Linked DNA regions of Mus musculus: regions 2, 3, 4 and 5 are each linked to region 1. A link is a contact called in public promoter capture Hi-C and targeted proximity ligation data. All regions are on one chromosome and are shown on one strand. The core of a region is the stretch at or near the end of the contact, and the rest is flanking DNA. Distances in the headings are between cores, read along the strand shown.

The links. Promoter capture Hi-C pulls out the DNA fragments that hold promoters and counts their contacts.
Region 2: a promoter capture Hi-C map of pre-B cells shows a contact between it and region 1, with 10 times the contacts expected there. A contact is called at or near these places in 10 of 39 promoter capture datasets (the 3T3-L1 cell line, 3T3-L1-derived adipocytes, the C10 cell line and 5 more), 1 of 130 datasets of targeted methods (large pre-B cells) and 1 of 9 other capture datasets (liver).
Region 3: a targeted proximity ligation map of astrocytes shows a contact between it and region 1, with 8 times the contacts expected there. A contact is called at or near these places in 4 of 39 promoter capture datasets (hippocampal neurons, liver and pre-B cells) and 1 of 130 datasets of targeted methods (astrocytes).
Region 4: a promoter capture Hi-C map of hippocampal neurons shows a contact between it and region 1, with 8 times the contacts expected there. A contact is called at or near these places in 6 of 39 promoter capture datasets (3T3-L1-derived adipocytes, hematopoietic stem and progenitor cells, hippocampal neurons and 3 more) and 2 of 130 datasets of targeted methods (astrocytes and extraembryonic endoderm stem cells).
Region 5: a promoter capture Hi-C map of liver shows a contact between it and region 1, with 5 times the contacts expected there. A contact is called at or near these places in 4 of 39 promoter capture datasets (hippocampal neurons, liver, neutrophils and 1 more) and 2 of 130 datasets of targeted methods (embryonic forebrain and large pre-B cells).

The regions. Positions count from the first base shown.
Region 1 is chr15:55,070,106-55,073,941 of GRCm38.p6, reverse strand. Taf2 (TATA-box binding protein associated factor 2) reads left to right here and starts at 1,790. Exons shown (of 26, transcript NM_001081288.1): 1 at 1,790-2,095; 2 at 2,495-2,549. The coding sequence starts at 2,013.
Region 2 is chr15:58,032,102-58,035,937 of GRCm38.p6, reverse strand. It overlaps 9130401M01Rik (RIKEN cDNA 9130401M01 gene), which reads left to right and starts at 1,644. Exons shown (of 6, transcript NM_029418.4): 1 at 1,644-1,854. The coding sequence starts at 1,738.
Region 3 is chr15:57,910,233-57,914,068 of GRCm38.p6, reverse strand. It overlaps Tbc1d31 (TBC1 domain family, member 31), which reads right to left and starts at 1,870. Exons shown (of 21, transcript NM_001081396.2): 1 at 1,678-1,870. The coding sequence starts at 1,754.
Region 4 is chr15:57,890,595-57,894,430 of GRCm38.p6, reverse strand. Derl1 (Der1-like domain family, member 1) reads left to right here and starts at 2,013. Exons shown (of 8, transcript NM_024207.4): 1 at 2,013-2,288. The coding sequence starts at 2,136.
Region 5 is chr15:57,693,054-57,696,889 of GRCm38.p6, reverse strand. Zhx2 (zinc fingers and homeoboxes 2) reads right to left here and starts at 2,223. Exons shown (of 4, transcript NM_199449.2): 1 at 1,886-2,223.

The DNA of each region.
Region 1 (3,836 bases), core at 541-3,040:
CCTGTCAAAAGAGTCTTTTGACCCCTCAAAAGGTCATGATGCACAAATTGAGAGCCACTGGCCTAAGGATTGACCCCAACAGCGATTCAACCAGACCACAGGCCTGTCAACCATACGTGTGTGTATCTATATTTATATGGACTTTTGTGTCCTGTAGTGATGTTGAGACAGTCGCATCCACCTTTCTAGAAGAAGCCAGTGAGACCACAGATGGTTATGTTACTTTCCAGCTTCCTGAGCAAAGATTTTTAGCAGATTGGCACCTCCGTGGAAAAAAAAAAAGCAAGTTTTCCCCAGTCTATCTTTTTTTTTAAAGTTTATTTATTATTTATTTTTTATGTATATGAATACACTGTAGCTGTATTGATGGTTGTGAGCTGTCATGTGGTTGCTGGGAATTTGAATTTAGGACCTCTGTTCGCTCTGGTTGACCTCTCTCACTTCAGCTTGGCCCTGCTCACTCCTGCTTAAAGATTTATTTATTATTATATGTAAGTACACTGTAGCTGTCTTCAGACACCCTAGAAGAGGGCATCAGATCTCATTACAGATGGTTGTGAGCCACCATGTGGTTGCTGGGATTTGAACTCAGGACCTTCGGAAGAGCAGTCAGTGCTCTTAACCGCTGAGCCATCTCTCCAGCCCTCTTTTTTTTTTTTTTAAATATTTATTTATTTATCTATCTATTTATTTATTTATTATATGTAAGTACACTGTAGCTGTCTTCAGACACTCCAGAAGAGAGCATCAGATTTTGTTATGGATGGTTGTGAGCCACCATGTGGTTGCTGGGGTTTGAACTCAGGACCTTTGGAAGAGCTGTCGGTGCTCTTAACCACTGAGGTATCTCACCAGCCCCCCCAGTCTATCTTTAAAACAACAGTTTCCACTGGGTATGATTATCACTGCACTTCATTCACCTGCATTTCTGAGAAGATTGCAACTTGGAACAAGCCTACTGCTACCTTGAGGGAATTGTAAAAAATTATAAGTCTGACGATGGTCCCAGCAAATGAGAACGCTTGAGGAAGTGGTCCTGCATAAAGATTGTGTAAGCCATTTATGAGCTCTGCCTTTACTTTGTGTGGGTTTAATAAATAAATGTTCATTGGGAAAAACGAAGTCTAGTTTTGGAAGGTTTAATAAAGTTATGGCTTTATTTTCCTAATTGGTTTTGTTTAGACGAAAAGTTCAAATTAATTTAAAGTCAGCTAACGACCTTGTCAGGAGTAAAAAAGATAGGTGGAGTGAAATCTGTGCAGGTGGGAAAATGTTAATGGACAATACTCTAACGGAATTAACGGACATTGGTTTGCATCTTTAACCCTCAAGAATAGAAAATCCACAGCTTCAAAAATGTCAAAAAGAAAATCTGTTAATTCATAAGACAAATACGGAGGCCATGGGACTTCTGGCTTGAGAGTTCCCTGCGGTCTGATTACACATTTGGAGTTTAAACCACAAGGTCCAAATGGGTGAGTTTGTTCTTGACAGCAATGGTTTCGGGACCATTACTAGGTCCTAGTCCCTCGCCCCTTCCATCCCTTCTTGTCTTCCACAAGCACGATTCGCCTAACACTTAACGTCCCTTCCTTCCTTCCCCATCTTCCTTTTCTCACCCAGTAAATCTTCCCTCTGCTCTCTTAATTTTAGAAATAGTTTTGAGACAAAGGAGAAAAGCCAGACGAGAAATCCCAAACTTATCGTGCAAACCCCGCCCACTCACGCCCGGACAAGACTTCCGGGTTCTGCCTCCGCGGCCGCGCCACTTCCTCTGACGTCACCGGTCAGAGGTGACCGGCAAGATGTCCGCAGGCGGCGGCGGCCGCTTAGAGCTCCTGTAGCGCGGCTCATCTGTGTGACAGGGGCCGGGCGGAGGCGGCTGAGAGTGGTCGGGGAGGGGACAGGAGGCGGAGGACGGGTGGCTAGGCGCTCCGGGTGCACGGGCCGCTACCGGGAATGCGCTGCAGCGCCCCGTGCAGCCTGAAAGGCGAGCCCCGCAGGAGCTCTTCATGCCGCCCACCGGCTTAGAGTCCTCCAGGATGAACAGGAAGAAAGGAGACAAGGGCTTCGAAAGCCCACGGCCGTACAAATTATAAGTACCTTTCCCCTACTCCGTTTCTCGCCCTGCTCTGATTTTGTTTTCATTGATTCTGTGAGTGACTTGATGAGTCCGGGAAACTAGTGGGAAATTAGAGCCCACTCCAGGGGACATGATGTTTGTAGGGTGAAACGGTTTTGAATAATTGTTCAGCATACTCCTTCCCCGCCCACGGGCTCATAAACCTTTCTTAAAGTACCGCTATATTTTTTTGTCAAGACAAACCTTTTCATGGCTGTTGCTCGATTTAAAATAAGCAGGTTACTCATTTTGTAGAATTCGAAGACAAACTACTGTGTGGTTTTTGAGCGGCTCAGTATATAGTCCCTATTCGTACTTAGATTTATGCTTTCATATAATAATAGTCGTTTCTTTCTTTTTTTTTATATATACAACCCATCAGGTCGTCTGTATCAACAACATAAACTTCCAGCGAAAATCAGTTGTGGTAAGATCACTCCCGGTCATCATAAGTCAGCCTTTCACAGTTCTTGGGGGGGATTCTATAGTCTTCCAGATTATATGGTGCCCCAGAATAAGACATAAGAATTCAAGTCTAGTTTGCTATACATGCTGTTCTCTGTTCTCCCCACCTTTTCCCATTTCCTGATTAAAATGTTCAAATATGCTAAGTATATTGTGCAATAGGAAGTCTTTATAGTCAAACACCTTCACATTGTGCATTAGACAGGACAGCCTGTAGTCATAGCAGTCTTAGATTCAGCTGTTCATTTATGGAGTGTCATTTGGAATATTTGTCACACATTGCTATTTGGGGATAGAACGTGAAAACATTAGGGAGTATTTGTAATTTAAGTTTTTACTTCAGCAGTATAGGAAACTCATGATACCTCTCAGTGAAGCTTAGCATTATTAGAGTCAACGTGATTGATAGAATTATACTGTGTTAGTTGAATTGCTCTTGTCTATAAGACATTCCTTTTTTGTTGTTGTTGTTGTTTTGTTTTTTGTTTTTCAAGACAGGGTTTCTCTGTATAGCCCTGGCTGTCCTAGAACTCACTCTGTAGACCAGGCTGGCCTTGAACTCAGAAATCCGCCTGTCTCTGCCTCCCAAGTGCTGGGATTAAAGCATGCACTACCACTGCCCGGCTATAAGACATTCCTTAAGGGATATGTATATTAACCCATTGATTCTTCACTGTAATCTCTTGACACAGATAAGATTTAAGTCCCAGCTCTTCCCCCCCCCCCATCCTGCTTGCTCTGGCCATATTTATTTCATATATGTGGGTACACTGTCACTGTCTTCAGACACAGCAGAAGACAGCATCGGATGCCCATTGCAGATGGTTGTGAGCTACCATGTGAATTGAACTCTGGACCTCTGGAAGAGCAGTGGGTGCTCTTAACTGTTGAGCCATCTCTCCAGCCCCCTCAGTCCAAATTTTATGAATGAGGGAGCTGAGTGTATACAGGTAAAGGGAAAATGGGTAAATAACGTATTGGTAGAAGAACAAAGCTACTGCCTACATGTAGCCCAGCAAAAGAGCCTCTGGTGGACATTGTTCACATGTTTGTGCTGTTACTTTCTGTAATCCACAAGAGAATATGCTTGCTTGCATTTAGTATCCTGGAATAGAGAAATGAACAGTCCACCTTTTCCACCATAATAGCCCTTACTTCACTGGGTAGGGACCCATTATTATAACTTATAGGGCTAAACAAGTAAGCATTAGTCCTATTCTAATAGACTTGATCTATAATATCATTTAGT
Region 2 (3,836 bases), core at 395-2,894, 3.0 Mb before region 1:
GTGTCTGAGGACAGCTACAGTGTACTTACATATAATAAATAAATAAATAAATCTTAAAAAAAAATTTGGGTTCACATTTTCAAATGAAAGGTAAACAATTACTAGTCAATAGACATAGCTTTCTTTTTGTAGACAAATCTGCCATGACTGTGGGAGTAGAGTAAGCAAGGAGGTTCTTTTAGCAAAAGGTTGGAAACTACTGAGCCCAGGAATCTTGAGTGCAAAGGGCAAAGAGCTATCACTTCCCCACGTGCAGCCCTTAAACAACTGCTGCCATTTTAGCACACGCTCTGGTTCAGTTGTTGGGCAGGAGGCTAGAGCTAGCAGGCCTGAGCAGGAGGGAAGACATTCTGAGATCAAATATCTTTCATAAAGAAAAAGCTGGAAGAACTCCTCCTTGCCCGCCTTTGCTCTGCTCTTCCTCCGCTCCTGGAGCAGAGATCTTGAATACACCCATGACACCCCTTTCACCTCTAAAGCTTTGTGTGCCTTATTTTAATCAATACCCATTTTATAGACTGGGTCACACAGCTAGCGAGCCAAGGCAACAGAGCCACACACACGTGGCTCTTGCAGTCCTTCAGTACTGTGCTGACACAGTTCTGGGCATAGACAGGGCATACTGGGATTAGGGCAAGTATAGCCCTTTTTAGGACATTATTTTTTTCCTGGTGATATTAGGAACTTTTCTTATAATTCTCTATAATATCTGAATTTTTCTTAATAAGAAGTATTGCATTTCTGATGAGAAAACAAAACAAAAACCCCAGGTATTAAAAAAGAACTTCTCTGGATGGATCCCACAGTAGCTACTGCCTGGAGGCTCCCTGCGTGGACTCTTCCAATGAGGCTATTGAATATGCACTGAGTTCCACATTTGGTGAGCCAAGGGCAGATGAATTTTGAAATCCGGGGAGGTGGTTTGGGTTGCCCTGTACGAGTCTGTAGAGTAGAAAATAGGGCTGAAGGAAAAACCCTGGAAGCAACTGGTGGAAGAGGAGCAAGTGTGAGGGCAAATAGAAAAGCTTTATTACTAGCTCCACATTAGTGCTCTATAACACAAGCCAGTGTTTTGTCCACGACCTTTACATTCTAGAGTCAAAACGTTTCTTGAAAGTCTCAAAATTCTGCTAGCCTTGATCCAAGTCTTTAAATTGTGATGTCTAGTTTTTTTAGTAAATGCGTGAAGAGTTCTGGTCTCTTCTTCAGAGACCCTGGGCTTTTGAACAAGTTACCTGACTTCTTCAAGCCCAGTATCTCCTTTTACAAGATAAGAATAACCGGGCTCTTCTCACAGTTATTGGGAAAGAAATTTTAGAAATAAAATGCAAAATAAAATGGGGAGAATACTGTCAGTGGTTTAAAGCTGATACTTACCAAGTTAACTGGCTCTCCAGAGACCACGACTATTCGAGGTACTCAGGAGGAACTCACTCTATCCAGCTCTAGACACAAAGAGGTCAAAACCTTTGTTGGGTGGTTTAGGAGGCCCTGGAGTCAGGCAAGAATTTCTGCTCCACCACGGAAATCCCCAGCCGCTGAAAGACTACCACTCCCAGAATGCAACGCTCCGGCCGACAACCCACCGCTTCCGTGTGGGCGGCGCGCCGGTGCCGCTCTACACTCTACCTTGCCTCGGCAGCCTTGGCGCGGCTGCTGTCGCGCGCTTTGGAGGCTGGGTGATGGGCGTCGCTCTAGGTGTCGCCTCGTTTCGAGGTCCAGTTGCACTTCCGCGCGATGGAGACCGGATGCTGGGTGCTGGGCGGCGAATTTGAGGACTCGGTGTTCGAGCAGAGGCCGGAGCGCCGGCCCGAGCCGCCCTCCCCCTACCGCGCCAAGCTCTGCGAGCCGCAGGTGAGACGGCTGCCCCTCTTGCCGCTCCGCTCTGGAGCCGGCCTGCGGCGAGGCCCACCACCGTCACTGTCCACCCGCCCTGCAACCAAGCACGGCGACTTCACTCTTGTACCCTCGGGTTGTCTGTCTCCGTCCCCCACCCTCAACCCACGTGTCCTGCAGGCGGGCCCGGGCTAGCATCACACGCCCCCTTCCTGCCTCCAGCCCCGCCCAGGTGCTCCGCCGTAGCATCCTTGCAGGCCTGCTGGCTGCCTAGAAGAATAAAATAGTTCCAAGCTAATTATGTTTCATCATTTCCTAGTAATGTATTGAGACTTGGATATGTTATTGTTGAGTTGGGATGGCTAGCTATGTGACTAAATGGTTGCAGAGTGCCGAACCTAACGGTGGCTCAAATACCTCGTCTCGAGTGACCCAGTGTTTAAAGAATAGAACAAAGTTTTTCTTACTGTGATGGCCCAGTAGAAGGAGAGGCACTAATTTAGCACGCTTATGATGAGCCTTGATACTCAGTGAAGTGTATTTCTCAGAATACAACCAAGCTATTACAATGTTAACTGTACTGAGTCAACAGAATTTAGAGACTTTCTTCAGCCTCAGCAGGTTTTATTGTAAAAGAGAATAGGAGATGCTTCTTTGGGGCTGGAAAATTGGGCATGCAGAATGCTTTTCATCCTTTTTTTTTAATTCTTTCTTGGTAGTTACATCTGGATCTCACCTTATGTCCAGTGGGTTTACATCAGAAGAGGTCGTCTTACAGATGTGTCCTCAGATCCTCCAAATCTTTGTCTGGGATGCACAGAAACCTGACTCCAGTTAAAATTTCCTGTGCTCTGTGTGCCTTTGTAGCATTTTTATAATAGGACCATCGCCATAATCACAGTTTCCTACGTCTTGTGCACAATTTTGTCAGTCCCTATTCACTCTCAATTGCTCTAAAAGAAAGCAGATAGCACTTTAAGAGTCACTGGACTGCACTTGGTGATGTCATTTCCAATAACTTCACTGTGGTTGAAACCGTGTGCTTTTATTTATTTTTTAAATCTGTCATTGACATGTATAGACATGTGATCATTACAACTTTTATTTTTTAAAACCACGTTCATTTATTTGTGTGTGGGTGAGAGAGCCATGGCACTGTGTGGCGGTCAGGGGACAAACTGCAGTTGTTGATTCTTTCCTTCCACCACATGGGGCCCATAGATCAAATCAGGTTGTCCGACCTAGTGACAAGTGCCTTTACCCGCCGAGGCATCTCACAGGCCGTCTTATCATTTTAATAAAAATTGGGCTGTCAGAGAGATGGCTCAGCAGGTAAAGTCACCTGCAGCCGAGTTTGATGAACTGTGTTCTATCACCAGAGCTGGAAGAGTAGAAGGAGAGAACCAACCAGCAGTTATGCTCTGACTTCCGTATGTGCTCAGTAGCGTGGATGGGCCCACATACGTATAACATGTATTAAAAATATTTTTTTTAAAATCTGGGCCATCATGAAGATTGTCATTGGTGGCTCAGTGAGTGACGTGTTTGGCGTCTAGCATGAGGATTCATGATTCCTAGCACTCACATAAACTGGGCGTGCCAACCAGCACAGGAAGGCGGAGACAGGAGTACCTTGGGGCTTGCTGGCAGCCGATCTAGCTGACTGGTCCAGTGAGAGACCCTGTCTTGAGGTAACAAGATTGAGACTGATTGAGACAACTAATGTTGATCTCTGGCCCGCACACCACATGGGGATGCACACATTTACTGCGCATGTAAACGTATCATTTAGTCTGATGTGGTCATCCGGGTCTGTAATCTCAGCACTTGGAGGGCGTACGATGAGATGCTGTTTTAAAAAGCAGAATATAGCCATCCCTTGTCCATTGCTTTGCCTTGTGTCATCCTGAAGAAGTGTGGCCTTGACGTTTAGATGGTTGTGTCATGGGAAAGTGCTTTTGACTGTGAAGTGGAAAAGCATACTTCAGCCGCCATCGTAA
Region 3 (3,836 bases), core at 621-3,120, 2.8 Mb before region 1:
TGAATCTTCAGCAGTGGAAAAAATTATTTTTCTTCCTGTTTGTCTAAACATAGAGCTTTTTAAACAGATTGATCAGGGATATAGAAAAAAAATCTTACGCTGTTCATCTTTATGGAGTTTCATGGTGTTGAAAGACAAAAATTAATCTTTGCATCGTGGCCCACATCTGGAACCCCAGTGACGGGGCGTTGGAAACATAGACAGTTCCCTGGAGCTAAAGAGATGAGCACTAAGTTCAGTCAGAGTCTATGTCTCAAAAACTAAGGTGAAGAGCACTTAAGGAAGATGCCGATGCTAATCTCTGGGCTTTACAAGCATACCTGCATATACACACATCAACACATACATACATACATACATACATACACATACACATGCACACACACATACACATGCACATGCACACACACACACACACATACATACACACATCAACACACACATGCATACACACACACATATATACATACATACACACATCAACACACACACACACACGTTTTTTATTCTCCTGATATAACTGTCATCCTGGAGGCTTACTGCCTTTTGTTTCTTAACCTAGGCCTAGTCCCCAAAGCTTCTAGCCTCCGGACAACCTAATCTAAACCTAGAATGTTCTCAACCTCTGAGACTTACTGCTGAGTAAGCTCACCCTTTTTAGTTCTTTCTGAGCTCTGCTGGCTGGTTCAACTTAGCTGTCCTGGCTCAAAACTGCTTTCCGAGCTGAAAGGAAAACGCCGAAGAATCTCCACTATTGACAAGATTGTTTATTCAATAGGTCAACGGGTGAATAGCACTGATAAAGGGTGGACAGCCACCAGAAACCACAGTGGCTGGCTGGCTAGTCAAATAAGTGGCTGATCCACTTATAACTGCTTTCAGCTTACAAAAACACTTAGTCTGATTTCTAGGGAAGCAACTAAAAGATAAATAGAAAAGTCTCTTGAGAAACAAACCTCGAGGTATGAACCCAAGTGATACTATGCAGTCCACGCAAACGTAGGTAATCAGAAACACCAAGATCGCTTAGGCAGGCACCATGGGAACCAAAACAAATGGGGGAGGGGGCAAAGACTCCCACTGACGTCACACAAGAGGCTGCGTGTTAAACCCGCTACTCCAAACAGAATAAAAGGAAGCACAGGCGGGTAAAAGTCCCCGCACCAATGACAGGCCCTGCAACACTCACTGCAGAACTTAAGTTTGTTCCAGCGTTGTTCCATAGTGAAAAGCGTGCTTGGCCCACACTAGGCTCTCAACATTACAGGTGTGCAATGTAATGAATGACTTAAGGATGGAGAGCATCGGCTTTTGGAAAGGTAGATGTGCATTGCTTTCTTTGCTCCCATCACCTCCTGGAGTTTTTTTTCCCCCCAACTGGAATAGACATTAATAAATCAAAGCAGGTGGAGTCCTGGCACTCAGCTGAACTGCAAATTCTTTTGCACAAGTCGTAGAGCCTTCTCCTGCCTGCCTCTCACCGTGACCAGGGACCAGATTCTGGGACAACTGCAATCTACGGTTTCCGGAGCTACTTGCTCCTCCTGAGGTCCCAACCCAGGGATGCAGCGCACGGCCAGAGTCAGAATCCCCGGGCCAGCATTCCTCCTCCACGCTTCCCACTTCAGTCTCCCGCAGACCCGCCCCCTCGTCGGTCTCCACAGCCCGCGGCCTCACCCGTCGTGAGTGGCTGGCGATGGCTTGCGGTGCCATATCTTGCCGCTCTCCTTGTTGCCCAGGTCAGTGCTCTGCATGTCGAACCCCGACCCCTACCCCGACTCCGATCCGCGGCTGACCCGGTGAGGGTAACCGTCCCGAGAGCTACCCAGCAGTCCCCGCGCGCCCAACCCGGGAAATTCGAGCGGCCGCCGCGGGGTCTCCGCCCCCAAGGACTGTGCCAATCACGCGGGGGACGCCCCTTCTAGTTACAACCAATCAGGACGGGGATCCGCCCACCTCCGCTCTTGTGGTCCCTCCACTCTGGACAATGGAAACAACCAACGGCTTCTCTCTAGACTCCACCCCTTTTCTGAGGCTTCTAATTCTGCGACCCAAAGGCTTCAGGGAGTTGTAGTTTTCTGAAAACCAAGTCTGGGACTTCAATTCTCTGACACCTATAGGCTCAAACAGACACCAAAAGTGTTTTTCTCCTGAGAGCTTGCTGCCTCCTGCATTTCGTTCTCTATTGCGTTTAGAATAAGAGATTTATAGAAATAACAAAGATGCAAAAGACAAGTTCGTTGAGAAATGGAGGAGTTCCTTTCCTAGAACTTACAGGCACGGCAGAACTCCACAGACCTAAATGAATTCCGCTTTGTTTGGTTTGTTTTTGTTTATTTTTTGCCATACTCATCACGCTTTAATTGCGTAAATTTACAAGATGCTCCCACATTATGGTTTGCAACCCACTCCTCATAATCTAGAAAAGTAAAAAAACGTCAAGAACCAGCTGCACTGGCATCGGAAATCTTTTTCACTTAGCAAAATTCACTCAGTGTTTCTTTAGTGCTTACTACGTGTGGCTGTCCCGCGTGCTTAACAGGCCAACGCACTTAATTCACAGAGAAGCAATTTAGATAATACTTTTAACTCCACTTCAGTGATGTATGAAGTTGCAAGTCGATTTCTAATGAAATCGGTCCACGTTTGGCGTATAAAACAGAAATAATGCCAGGTAGTAGTGGCACACGTCTTCAATCCCAGTACTTGGGAGGCAGAAGCAGGCAGATCTTATGAGGTCAGGCTAGCCTGGTCTACAGAACTAGTTCCAGGATTGCCAGAGTTACACAAAGAAACCCTGTTTCGAAAAACCAAAAACCAAATGAAAAGACCAGAAATGTATTCTCTCAACATTCCGTGTCAACAGAGTCTGGCAACAAAGATTTTCTTCTTTGTCTGGGATAGCCACCTTTTGTTTGTTGCAAATATCTCTTTACTTTTCTCATATATGAAAATAAATGAAAAATCTTAAAGTAAAAATTAAATGAGGTTTTCAAAAGAGAGTGTAAATATTTTTAAGGGAACACGACTTGAGTTCACCACACTGCTAGGAAAGGACCTTTCTCTCCTGATCGGTTTTGAGCTGTAGTCATCTGATGTGTGTATGACTCCTGAGACTTAAGGTGTGTATCCAGACATAGTCAGGCTCTGCCAAAGACTTATCCGATGTGTATGTATGTCTTTCCTTCTTGTTGTTAATGAGGCATGTAATGGTACTTGGTTTATTTATTTATTTATTTGTAATGACACTTGTAACATAGCCTCTGCCCTTTGTCAGCTTCAGTAAGCTTCTTACAACTGCTCCCTCATTAACATAGATCAGCCGCACTTCTGACCCACACCTGCTTCTGTCTCCTGTTCCCTTTGGGGCACTCATGCAAGGCTATTTGAGTCGGTATCTCACAAGGTTCTCTCTAAGTCTCAGAGCTTGACTTGCCATTTACTATGGACAGTTACAGTTGGATTTAGGGTTCACAAGAATAGTCCAGAATGATATTCTTAGATGAAACTCAACTTAAAAAAAAAGATTTATTTATTATTATATGTAAGTACACTGTAGCTGTCTTTTAGACACACCAGAAGAGGGCATCAGATCTCATTACGGATGGTTATGAGCCACCTTGTGGTTGTTGGGATTTGAACTCGGGACTTTTGGAAGAGTAGTTAGTGCTCTTAGCTGCTGAGCCATCTCACCAGCCGGAAACTCCTTAACTTACATCTTCAAAGATTGGTGCATGTGCGCACGTGTGTGTGCGTGTCTGTCTGTCTGTCTGTCTATGTATATGTTTGCTAGGCTTCACGCATACTTCGAGTAGTATGTAGACATATATGAGGGG
Region 4 (3,836 bases), core at 764-3,263, 2.8 Mb before region 1:
TTTCTAATTTCAGGGTTTTTTTTTTAAATAGAAATAATAGGAAATGGGCTTTTATTTTTATTTATTTATTTTTAAATCAAGCCAGGTATGATGGCGCACTGCCTTTAATCTCAGCCCTTGGGAGGCAGAGGTAGGCAGACCTTTTGTGAGTTTGTGGCCAGTCTGATCTACAGAACAAGTTCCAGAATAGTAAAGACTACACAGAAAAGCCTCATCTCAAAAAAGGTGTAAAAATGATTTCTATGTATATGAGTGTCTTGCCTGCATGCATGCATGCACATGGTGTATGCATGTACCTGGTGCCTACAGAACTGAGGTAAGGTCAGATCCCTTGGAACCAGAGTTATGGGTGACTGTGAACCACCATGTGGGTGCTAGGAAGAGAACCCAGGTCCTCTGCAGCGCAGAAAGTGCTCTTAACTGCTGAGCCATCTCCCCAGCCTCCTCCTCCTCCTCCTCCTCCTCCTCCTCCTCCTCTTCTTCTTCTTCTTCTTCTTCTTCTTCTTCTTCTTCTTCTTCTTCTTTCCTTCTGCTTTTTTGACAGAATCTTGCTATGCAGTTTGGGATGTCCTGAAACTCTTGCTCTCAAGCTTTCTGAGTGTGGGGTTGCCTGTTCCCCCACATCTACCTTGGACTCCTTCCTAGGCTTTTATGTGGATGTCTCATTTTGAGGTGCATTCCCATGTGAGCCATCTCTACCGTCCAGTTACCAGGTCCTTCTAAAGGCAAGGACCCCAAAGAGAGATGAAGTGACTTTCACAACATTAGGTACTGCTAAGAAGTGGTTTGTCACAGTATAAACGCCAGTGTTTCTAGAGTGTTTGAAATAATGGAGCACTGGAAAGTATGTGGAAATGCACATGGACCTCGTCTTTGCCTGGAGGATGTGAGTCACGTGGGCCACTTGGACCTAAGATTTTCAATTCCTTTACAACGTTAAATAATTTTTTTTTCCAGAGCCCAAATTTCACATTTTTTAAGTTTGAGGAATTTTTTTTTCCCGATCTGAGAACACCGAGTCTGTTTCTTTTCTTATTGTCCAGACCTGATGGTAATTATGTTACACCTCAGCTCTGTGTTTACAACGCACTGCCTCTTCCAGTTTGGCCGACAGTTCCTCTCCCTCCACCATCCAATAATGATGATTTTGGATTTTGTTTAGAGAAATGGGTCCAGGGTTCTTTGGTGAGCAATCTCTTTGATTGCAGTAAGTTCAGATACTTAGTTTACTACAGGTCAGTTTACACCTATGTTCTTTACGGAAAGTTTTACTGATCCTAAACCATATTTTCAAAAAAACAAAACCAAACCAAAACAACAACAACAAAAACCAGCAACTGAATAAAAGTTCTAGTGAAATCGGTATCTTTCCACCATTTGTTTAAAACAACCATCTTCATTTCTAATTTAAAGCCCCCCAATGAACCAGATCATGTCCAATTATAAATGCGGTCTCAAATGCGTCTCAAGATTTCCCAGTCCTCCGCTGCCACTCTAGCCCCCCCATCATCCTAATCTTTTCCCGTATCCTCTGAAATTCTTCTTCATAACTCATTTGCTTTTCTGTCTACCCTGAGACTGCAAAGTTCAGGTACCGCTACCGTGCTCACAGCCGCAGCTGCATCCCCAGTGTCTAAAAATTTGCCTGAAGCTGTGACTAAATGAGGAACTATATGCGCTATCTCTTCCTTTCCCTTTAAATAAATACTCTTCAAGAGGCACTACTCCGATTACAACTCCGGGGAGAACTAGGGCATGTAGCTTCCCCATTGGTTTGCAAGACTGGCCGTTGCTCTGGGTAACCACTGTTTCCTACTAGCCTTGCCGTCGTCGCCCCGCCTCTCCTGCTTGGCCCCACCCCAGGACGTCGAGTCCCGGTACTGAGCTGCAAAAACGGCACTGGCCCTTTAAGCCGCCGGGACACTTCTGGTCACGTGGACCGCGGCCACCGGAAGGGGAAGTTTCTCTTGTGATCGCTGCCTAGCTTGTCCGAATTCGGTGGCGCCACGTCCGTCGGTCTCCGCCTCCTGCACAGCGGCTGCGCCTCCACTTTCCCTGGCCAAGCCGGCCGCGGAGCGCGGGGTGGGCACGGGAGGACGCGCGGCGCTGCGCAGCCGGTCACCTGACGGGCGACCATGTCGGACATCGGGGACTGGTTCAGGAGCATCCCGGCCATCACGCGCTACTGGTTTGCTGCCACCGTTGCTGTCCCCTTGATCGGCAAGCTCGGCATCATCAGCCCGGCCTACTTCTTCCTCTGGCCCGAAGCCTTCCTCTATCGCTTCCAGGTAGTAGCTGGCGTAGGGCGGTGGAGACTACAGCCCCCAGGTGTCCCCGCGGCTACGGAACGGGTTCGCCGGGCTGCGGGGCGCGCTGGGGCTGGTGGGATCTGTAGTGCGTCCGCCTCCAGGGGTTTAAGGCTGGGGTCCTTTGGGTCCCGGGAGGTCCTGGGGTCGAGTGTTAAGGCTTAGATAATTTAGAGTCGCGGACTGGCCTGCTAGGACGTGACTCACAATACCTGTCTGGCAAGATTGTACTTCCCGCCTTCCGCACTCTGAAGTGAGAGGTAAGTTGCCATTCTGTTGGCAAATTGGGCCCACCTACCTGAATGTCTTCCTCCCTCCTTCTATCTATGTCGTGGGTGGCGATGCCATCTTAATCAGTGGTGTCTACTTGACATAATTCTGCGTGGGTTGTTAGCGTGTTTACAGTTTCTCTCTCCTCCCTAAAGCAGTGGTGTAAAGGCAGATATTAATAAGAATTAATTTATCTGTATTTCCTACGGGCCCTATCCGATCACCTGGCATATAGCCGTTAAATGTTACCAGTGAATGAATAAACTACTCAGGAAACGGGAGATACTAATTTTCTTAAGCATTAAGGATATTAGTCAAGATTATCATTCTAAGCCAAAGAATGTTAGTTTCCTAGAGGTTATTTTTATTGATTCTGTGATATAAAAATTTAATCAGGGGACGCTCAGATTATATTAGATCTGGATTTCCACACATTCCTTAGCCTTCTCTTTCTACTTTCCACTGGATGTTATTTTCTCGTCTCCTTTGCTGATTTCTCATTTTCCTCACCCAGATGTTGGGATATGCTCTTGGAGTCCGTTATAGGATCCTCTGTAGTCCATCCCTTGGACTTAGATCTTTATCATACAAGGGGCATAAACACATGAATGGGAGACTGTCGGATATGTGAGTATCTTTATTGTAGTGGTGGAAATCACCACCTGGTGACCAGTAGACATATAATCAAATCTCCCTTTCATCTTTGCAAATAGCAACTGTGTTTGCTAGGGGGGTTTAGCAGTCATAGAGACATCCCTGAGTTCTTTTTTTGGGTTTCCTGTTTAGTGCTGGGACTCAAACCCAGAGCATAGCACGTGCTAGCTGAGTGCTCTGCCATCGAGATGCACATCTTGTATGGCCTCTTGACTTCTTTTCCCCACCCCAGAATCTGTCAGCTTAGACAGCTGATTCTGCCTCAGCTGTCTATTCGGAATCCAGGCCTTTCTCCATCGAAAGCTGTTAGCATGCCGGCTTTGCTCTTTCTGTTCTTGCTGAGCAGCCGGGGCAATCGTGTGAGAACAGAAATCATGTCCTGTCAGTCTCCTGAGACTCCTCCCATATCTGTGAACTGGGATGGGTAAAGTCCGTGCCAGGGCTTGCTGTTGCAGTACCTAAGTTGACCCCAGGACCTTTGCACATGTTATTTCTCTCCCTGAAAAAGGTAGTCATGGCTCATTCACTTTCATGTGTGTCTTTCAGGTCTCTGCCCAAATGCCATTTTCCCTTGTAGGCCTTCTCTGATTGCTGTCCATCAGAGTG
Region 5 (3,836 bases), core at 974-3,473, 2.6 Mb before region 1:
GCCTGATTATTGTCAGGGAGACATTTTTTTTTAAAATCTTATTCTTAGATTTCCCCCCTGGCTTTAAAAGAACAAGTGTAAACAGCTTTATGTAACTTTCACTTTAAACTTAAACCTTTATGTTGGTCCCACGGAACCACTTGCCGGCCCCATTAGTCTATTTTTACTATCAAACAGGTCATTTAACAAGATATTTATTCCTCTTGGCCGTCATCCAAATGCGTTTTGACATTACTGCCCTGGGTCTGAACCGCTTAAACTGGAGGCTCTTAGAAACAGAAAATCACCTTTTGACTTAAGTCTCCAGGAGCGCTCAGCCTCTCTTCACTTCCATGGCATTAAATTCTGCTCTACTCTTAGAGCAGCCAAAAAACCGAGAGAGTATGTTTTAAGAGAATTGTTGTGGGAAGTCCAAGAGCTTAGAGGGTCACAGAGAGGCATTCCAGTCTCCTATATCCTGCTTCAACAGGGAGCTGGCCTGAAAATTGAGGAGCTGTTCACTTCCAGAAAGAAAGAGATCTTCAGAGAGCAGCAAATGGAGAACGCTGGGCTTTAAAGGACAGTGATGCCTGGGGCCCCAGCTGAGCCTTGACTCTGAAGAGGGAGGGGTGTTTCCTCCTCCTCCCCGCCCCCAACAAAAGGCCTTCGCGGAACAGTGGAACACAGAGACCCCACTAGCTTTGAAGCCAATCAATCAGGTGGAAGTCTGGGCAAATCACGACTTGGCTGCCGCGACAGGTCTCCTCCACCCACCCCGTTGGATAAGCTCTCCTCATCCTCCTCCACCACCTTCAGAGCACAGTACAGCTAGGGGGCCAAAGGGACGTTCCTGTGATGCTCCTGTTTTCCAACTTTCCGAGCTTGTTGGTCTCCTGCAAAGCTGCTAGGGAAAGGGCAAGTTTGCAAAGCTCAGGATCCCAAGTCCTGGGGGAAGCCACAAAGACGCTCCAACGCCAGCCAGCAATGCTTAACCTCTTGTGGGGCAGACTGGAAAACGCCACGGCCACTTAGGCGGGAGACCCGGGTTCCGGCTGGTCCCGGCAGGCCAGGGACAGCAGGGCCCCCGGGGTCCGCGCGTCCCCCGCATCCCCCTCCCCGCGCACCTGAGCGGGGCGTGGGCACAGCGCCGCACTCAGGCCCTGCCCGCAGGTCCCTCGCCCGCCGCCCGCGCCGCGCTGCGCGCCGGCCGCCTGCAGCCACCGGGAGCGACGCGAGGAGAGGCAGCCTCAACACGGCGTCATGCTTCCTGCCACCACATTACGGCGAATCGTCACCAGGAGAGGGGAGCAGAGGGGAGAGCGGGGGAGGGAGGGGTGCAGCCACACGCAGCCCCCAGGCTTCCAAAAAGCGCCGAGACGGGGCCACGTCCCGGTGGAGTCCCCGCGGGACCTGCCCGGTTTGCACAAAGCGCCGCAGTTTGGCCAAGAAGGCAGGAAGCCGGCCACAAAATAAATAAATAAAAAACAGAGTCGAGTCTACGTAACGCCCTGTCGAAAGCGGACGCCATATTTTTTTGTGGCTTATGTCGACATAGGGAAACGTAGACATGTTTTTCCTCCTCCTCCTCGGTCTGGCTTCCATTTATCCAAACTTGTAATCAAAACTATTTCATAAAAAAAAAAAAAATCTCCGTACTCCTCTCCCCGAAACCGCGGATTTCCTCCCACCCTCAAAAAAAAAAAAAAAAAAAGAAGAAAAAAAAAGCCTGAACACCCCCCTCCCGCGCACCCCCATTCCTAACCCGGCCAAGTCCCATTAACAACACATTTTCGGGAGCGGCGGCGGCGGTGGGAAAGTTGGGCTGGAGTGGCGGGCGCCCGGCGTGTCGGGCTCCGGGCTGGCGGTGCCCGCTGCGGGTGCTCCGCGCCGGGGCGAAGTTTCTTACCTGCGCCGGGGCTGCGAACGCGGGGACCCGGGCTGGGAACGCGGAGACGAGGCACGGGCGTTCCAAAATGGAACTCTGCTGGCTCCCCCCACCCACTCCCCACTCCCCACCCGGCGCCCGACTCGGGCTCCGTGGGAAAGAGGTGGTGGTGGGGGAAAGCCAGCCTGGCAGACAGACAGACAGACAGATAGACAGAAAAAAGCCCCGGTACGGAGAACGGTTGATCGAATTTTTTAAAAGAAAAAAAAAAAGAAAAGAAAAAGAAAAAAAAAAGAAAAGAAAAAAGAAAAAAAGGGGGAAAATGCCTCGATCAGTGGGGAATCTACGCCAAAACCCACATGATCTGTAACGTCAGCATGCGTATTTGCATACGATACCACCACCGGAGCTGCCACCCGGGCTCGGGTTCCGCAGAAAGTTACAAAGTGAAATTCAGGCCCCCCCGCAGACTTCGGCAAAATGTCATTTTTAGGAGGGAGTTGCTGGTGGGGGGAGGCTGCCCCTAAAGGCTCAGATGAGTGGTCATCCCGGGTGTTGGGGGGGGGGGAGTGCTTAAAAGTCTGAGTCCAGTAACGGACTCATTGGAATTTTTGCGGGAAGAGGTGGGGGAGGCGCAAGCGAGATCATTGACTATTGAGCACGACCCGGCGCGCTGCCGCGGCCAAACCCTCTCGGTGCAATACCCATTTTCTTTATGAAAAGTTCAAGGTGTCACTGATGAGCTCAACAAACTGTTGATCCTCACCACGTGGAGTGGCGGACCGTGAGACCGCAGGGCGCTAGGGCTTGCCCGGCGCCAGCAACACCCCAGACTCCAGGTCCTTCTGCAGTGCGTGGGGGCAGAACGCGGGTGGGGTCGTCACGCGCCCTGGGCTCTGCTTGAGTTTCGCCCGCCTTCTGGCAAAAGAAAATAACAACATACTTTAAAACTTTTTTCTTTCTTTTTTTTTTTTTTTTAAATCGAGATGCGTTTTACTCCCGGAATAGTAATGAGAGGGCTTGGGAATAGGGCGGGGAAGAAGGCGCCCCACTTACATAACCACTTGAAGTTAGATCACTTTTGCTGGGGATTTCCGCTTGCGCCTGAGCTCAGTCTGGTTAAAGATCTTCAAACTTTTTCCCTCCAAACCCATAAACAAACAAAGACACCCGGGGAGCTGACTCAAACTTGTGTGGCCCGAATTCACAGCGATTCTCAGCTTCGGGAAAATGCACACGCCTGCAGCGCGCACACTGGAGTCCCCCAGAAGCGAGACGGGTCATTTTCGGAGCTGGGACAGCCGCGTTCCCGGCGAGAGGGGTCTCCAAACGAGCCCTCCATCTGCGTGCGTGCGTGTGTGTGTGTGTGTGTGTGTGTGTGTGTGTGTGTGTGTGTGTGGTGTCTGCCCTTTGCAGCCCTGGGAACCGTGAACTAGAGACCCGGCTGCTGTGCTCCGGCGATCACGCAAGGTTAAAATTCTCTAAGGGAGCATCCGAGGGAAGATGACGGACCTAGCAACCTGTCAGCGTTGTGCATTCTTGCTCTCAGAGACCCTTTCCCCCTTCGCAGATTCTGGGGGCGTTTGGGAATTTGTTGGGTGTGAGCGCTCTTGGAGCCCACCGTAGGGGGTGGAGGCTAACTCTGGGACCCAGATTTGACACTAGGAGTTACTGGAGAAAACAGAGGGCTTGGGACTTGAAGACTGCGGAATTGCCTCCCATCCTGCGGATTAGCAGGCGCATCGCATTCCGGCTTCCCAGCCAGCTCTGCTCCGGGGAATTAGAACGAACTCTAGCGGCCGCTTGCGACTCCGCTCGGGGCGCCAGGACAGCAACAGGTGGCTGTGTACTGCGGGGTGGCCAATGGCGATGACTTAGTCTAGAGGAAGACTGGTTTTGGGGGCTGATGGATGGTCACGGCTCTAGGGAGCCTCTGCTGGCATTTTTCTTTCGTATTAGGTTTTTTTTTTTT